2 separate regions of the Mus musculus genome follow, and region 2 is linked to region 1. A link is a contact called in public promoter capture Hi-C data. All regions are on one chromosome and are shown on one strand. Each heading gives the region's core, a stretch centred on a gene start, on an enhancer-like site or on the middle of the called end of the contact. The rest is flanking DNA. Distances are from core to core; before and after follow the strand shown. Region 1 has its middle 35 kb from the start of Gm36766. Region 2 holds the start of Gbe1 (glucan (1,4-alpha-), branching enzyme 1).

The links. Promoter capture Hi-C pulls out the DNA fragments that hold promoters and counts their contacts.
Region 2: a promoter capture Hi-C map of liver shows a contact between it and region 1, with 2.1 times the contacts expected there. The contact joins the promoter of Gbe1 here to the enhancer-like site in region 1. A contact is called at or near these places in 4 of 39 promoter capture datasets (3T3-L1-derived adipocytes, liver and macrophages), 3 of 484 Hi-C or Micro-C datasets (the HL-1 cell line and liver), 1 of 115 datasets of contacts at active chromatin or transcription factors (the 230-238 cell line) and 1 of 9 other capture datasets (pancreatic islet).

Annotation. Positions count from the first base shown.
Region 1 is chr16:70,258,238-70,260,895 of GRCm38.p6, forward strand. No RefSeq gene overlaps it. Among named protein-coding and RNA genes, the nearest start is that of Gm36766, 35 kb to the left of the region's middle. Within about 2 kb of position 1,339, at least 7 of the 459 cell types and tissues checked have an H3K27ac peak or open chromatin away from gene starts, as enhancers often do. A contact at or near this core is called in liver, where this site is marked.
Region 2 is chr16:70,312,600-70,315,257 of GRCm38.p6, forward strand. It overlaps Gbe1 (glucan (1,4-alpha-), branching enzyme 1), which reads left to right and starts at 1,350. Exons shown (of 16, transcript NM_028803.4): 1 at 1,350-1,696. The coding sequence starts at 1,554.

The DNA of each region.
Region 1 (2,658 bases), core at 89-2,588:
AATTTTTTTAATTAGGTATTTTCTTCATTTACATTTCAACTGCTATCCCAAAAGTCCCCCAGACCCCCCCCCCCACACTCCCCTACCCATCCACTCCTACTTCTTGGCCCTAGCGTTCCCATACTGAGGCATATAAAGTTTGCAAGACCAAGGGGCCTCTCTTACCAATGATGGCCAACTAGGCCATCTTCTGATACATATGCAGCTAGAGACACGAGCTCCAGGGGTACTGGTTAGTTCATATTGTTGTTCCACCTATAGGGTTGCAGACCCCTTTAGTTCCTTGGATACTTTCTCTAGCTCCTCCATTGGGGGCCCTGTGATCCATCCAATAGCTGACTGTGAGCATCCACTTCTGTGTTTTCCAGGCACCGGCATAGCCTCACAAGAGACAGCTATATCAGGGTCCTTTCAGCAAAATCTTGCTAGTGTATGCAATAGTGTCAGTGTTTGGAGGCTGATTATGGGATGGATCCCGGGGTATGGAAATCTCTAGATTGTCCATCCTTTCATCTCAGCTCCAAACTTTGTCTCTGTAACTCCTTCCATGGGTGTTTTGTTCCCAATTCTAAGAAGAGGCAAAGTGTCCACACTTTGGTCTTCATTCTTCTTGAGTTTCATGTGTTGGTGGTTTAATCCCAGTGAGCTCTTGGGGGTACTGGCTAGTTCATATTGTTGTTCCTCCTATGGGGCTGCAAACCCCCTCAGCTCCGTGGGTATTTTCTCTAGTTCCTTCATTGGGGACCCTGTGTTCCAACTAATGGATGACTGTGAGCATCCACTTCTGTATTTGTCAGGTACTGCCTCTCAGGAGACAGCTATATCAGGCTCCTGTCAGCAAGCTCTTGTTGGCATCCACAATAGTGTCTGGTTTTAGTTGTTGTTTATGGGATGGATCCCCAGGTTGGGCAGTATCTGGATGGTCATTCCTTCAGTCTCTGCTCCAAACTTTGTCTCTGTAACTCCTTCCATGGGTATTTTGGTCCCTCTTCTAAGAAGGATGGAACTATCCACAATGTGGTCTTCTTTCTTGCCAGCACTACACGCACGCACGCGCACACACACACACACGCACGCACACACACAGAGCGAGAGAGAGAGTAAATTAAAATCCTATTAAGACTATATTAAATTCCTTTCTGGAAAAATCTTTTTTTCTAAAATAAAAGTTATGTGGGTCCTGAAATTTATCACAACAGCTTAACCTGGACAGATTGGTGACAGAGAGGTCTGGATCCTGTATCTTCTGAGGTTCGTACACCTCATATCAACATTCCATAAAGCTGGAGTGAGAGCTGAAAGCTTTTGCAGACTGAGCCTGCTGTTGACAGATGGGAGGAAACAGGAACACAGTCAGGGATTTTCCATGTAGGCTTGTTAGAGTCCTGCATCAGTGAACACTGATATATCTATGGGTGTGATTAATTTTGTCAAGAACATAGTCTAAACTTTGCAGAGGGGGAAACTTTAAATAGATGAAATCTAAGAATCATTCCCACTGTGAATGCAGAGTGTGGCACTGAAGGTGAGAACATTGTCTTACTGTCAATTCTTGTAATATAGCCTAATTAGGTCAAAATCTAAAAGCAAAAGTAAACAGCATAGCACTTTCATATTTATATTTATCTCTCCTCTTTTTATTCAGTGCACTATTTACATGATTTGTGTGGGTCATTTTAAAAGCCCCTGCATCTTATATTATGACTTAAAAATGACATTTCTTTGCTTTCCTTTGGTATTACTTCCTCATGGACAGTAAATTATTCTCTAACTGCAACACACAGTTTTCCCATGACCGGTTATTTTTCATTACATCTCAGAAATAGTTCATCTCATACACGTTCTAGCTCTTGTCAAAATTATCAATTAAAAATGAAGCAATCAGTCATTTTAGGAATGTTAATTACCAAAAGAAACACACAAAGAAACAGATATACTATGACAAGTAAGAAAGAATCCTTAAATATATTGTGGGAAAAAGCCCTAAATATTAAAGAGATCAAAATAACAAAAACATTTTTAAACTGCTTTTCAAAGAACAAAGGTTGAATGTTGCAAGATAAGCAAACAACCATCTGGAAAGAAGTGTGGATCTGGACAGTTTTCTTCCGATTATTTCAAAACACACAGCATTCAGAGGATTCCTTTGCCCTGAGACAGTCTGGTCTAATGTGGTTCCAGTATGCTGTTTGGAAAAGCCCTGCTTGTGCCTTTACACATATACAGATACATACTGATTCACCCATAAATGTCAACTAAGAGTTATCTTCTTAAGATGAAAACAGTTGCTCAGACTGATCTGAGTTTGTGATTGGACACATTTCTGACTTACAGACCCCCATGTTAGGGATGGGCAGACATTCAGTCTAAGCTGGAGTTTGCTTTTTATTTCCAGATGAGTGGAAATTTTATAATGTCTCTGTATGTCAGTTTTCTTATCTGGGAAATGAGAAGTTGGGATAGATTATTTCTAAACTCATTTTCAGCTCTGACTCTAGACAAGTGGAATGATGAAAAAAAAATCCATGTGGTTTTATTGAGTTGCCTTTGTCCTTGGTCCTTAACAGCTTTGGACTTTAGGGTTGATTCATTATGGCCAGGAAAGAACATTTCCATTTCAATTTCTAAGATAATCATGGCACACTTTAACCCTTTCAG
Region 2 (2,658 bases), core at 100-2,599, 54 kb after region 1:
AGTGGGTAAAAATGGTAATTTATGGGTGATTATCAGTCTGTATAAAAGTGATAAAAGCTGATTTTAGGTAGTGTTTATTCAGGAAAACTTTATTTTTATTTTCTCACCCCTTCCCTTTTCCCTTCCTAATCAGTGCTTTGGTTTTACCTTAACAGGTGAACGCTTATGCTATGAAGAAGATAGTTGGTTCAGGTTTCTTAGTCAGCCAAGTGGAAATTTCAGTGTGAAGTGATGAAAATTTAGAGTTATGAAAGTAAAAAATGAAGTTACAGAATTGGGTGTCTACTAGGTACTTTATTTCTGGGTTCAAGCCCCCCCCCATTTGTAGATATATATATACCTTTATCTAAGACCTTTAGCTATTCACATCGAAGTGAATATTTTTCTTTCTTAAGTTCATCACAAACCCTGTTTTAAATGTTTATATCCCAAGGCTGGTCAATACTGTTCCTTCTTCCTAGACGCTAAGATTTTACTACACTTGATCTTAGCCAAAAGGCCGAGAAGCGATAGGATTTTACATTTCCAGATTTCAACTGAGAAAATTATACTCAAGCCTGTCCAGTTTTGAGGTGCAAAGTAACTTGCAGCCTCCTGAGTAGCAGCGTCCATTTCTCCTTGTGTCAAAATCTGTATTCTTAAAAAAAAATTTTTTTGTATGTCTGTGTATCAGTATATATGTGGCAGGGTGGAAAATATTTGAAAGTTGGTTTCCTCTTTCCAGACCGTGGGTTCTGGGAATATAATTCCAGTTATATGCCTTGTGGCAAGCACTTTTTACCTAGTGAGCCATCATGGCATCAAGCCCCCATTCTGTATTCTTGCAAAGGAACCACTGGACAGAAAGGACACAGGGTAGTTATACTTGGGAGCTTGGCCAGAAAAGTTTTTGCTTCATCACTGTGATTAAGCAGGAGAGTGCAGTCCACTTTAATGATGTTCTCCCAGTCATGTCTCATCAAAGACAGTTTGGTTGGTGAAACACAAATGCCTGATTTCAGTACAGGGAACCAGGAAAGTTCTTGTTCTTACTGTGACTTCAGGGACCTGGCTGGCTATCCATGCTTATCTATGCAAAAATCTTTAAAGACTCTCTTGGTTAAACTCTTGAGACACATTAAGGTTAGGGCCGTAGGGTTGTTAAATGACATTAAGATTCTAAATAGTTTCGCGTTGTCGACTTTTAACCGTGGTCCAGGTGAATTTCCCACTTTTTGAAAACCATCGCCCTAGGAAAAACAAAACTCAGAAATGAGAGCAGGTGTTTGAGGAGAGGTGACCACCGGGCAGGAAGGGGAAGGGACAGGGACTGGTGAGACCCGCCTCCCGGTGGCCAGCCAGCACAGTTCAGGGCTCCAGGGGCCGGCCCCGTGAGTGGGCGGGGGCCCGCGCTGAGGACGTGTGTCCCGGGCTCACCCTGGCCCGCTCCGCCGCTATAAAGGGCAAGTCCCCGGCGGCTCGCCTAGGCTCGCCCGGCTCCGCCCTGCCGCTCGCACTCCACTCGGCCCACTCGACCCTCTCGGGCCTCGGCTACTCGGGCTGCTGCGGCGAAGATGGCGGCGCCGGCGGCTCCTGCGGCAGGGGAAACGGGCCCCGATGCTCGTCTGGAGGCCGCCTTGGCCGACGTGCCGGAGCTGGCCCGACTCCTGGAGATTGACCCGTACCTGAAGCCCTTCGCCGCGGACTTCCAGCGCAGGTACCCGGGGGAACCCCTCCACCGCCCTCCGCCTGCGGCCGGCCTTCCCGCGTGCGCGCGCGCGCCGCCCGACTCCCCCCTCTCCGCGCGGCCCCGCCCCCTCGCACGCCAATCATGCGGTGGGCGTGGCTCCGGCTTCCCGGGGGAGTTCCTGAACTTTTCTGCTGCACGTCCGCCCCGTGCTCGCTCACTTGCTCGCAGTCCCTGGCCGCGCGTCCTCCCCTACGTGCTGGGACAGGCAGCGCTGCAGCCACGCAGCGGCTTCCGGGACTCACAGGCCACCCCCCTCTGGTCCTGGGAGTTGCAGTGGTCGTGACCCAGGGCGTGTGTGATTTTGCTTTTCCAACTTTGTAGTCTACTTCCGAGCAGCGTTTGTGCAGTCTTTCAGGCAGTCTTTCAACATCTTGCACCCTCCTGTTTGCTCTTGTGAGTTCATTAATCTGCGTTTCACTTTAATCGTTGGTCAGATCTCTTCTCCCTTAAACCAACATCGAAGAGCGACCTTTGCGGGTGTTTGACCTTAGCTTCCAGGAGAGTTAACAGGGCATGGATGGCTTAACTTGCAGAGCCCAATTCAAAAAGTATAACTCCTCTCCCACCAGGCTTCCCACTTATCAGAAATTTATAATTGCAATCTGCTCAGGTTAAGATTGAAAATTAAAGTAGCTAGTATATAAATTAGAGTAGTTATGAGTCGATTGCAAGTATTTTGCTGCAGTCATATTTGTCATACTAGTTTCTTCTTTAAAGCCTAGATACTACAAAAATCAAAACTACCTTGGCACCAGTCAATTTGTCATATTTGTCATACTAGTTTCTTCTTTAAAGCCTAGATACTACAAAAATCAAAACTACCTTGGCACCAGTCGATAGACTCTTTTTTAATCATAGAAAACATAGAACTAGTTGGTGGCATTGGTGATTATGAACATGGGTTGATGTGACTTGAAAACACAAAGACC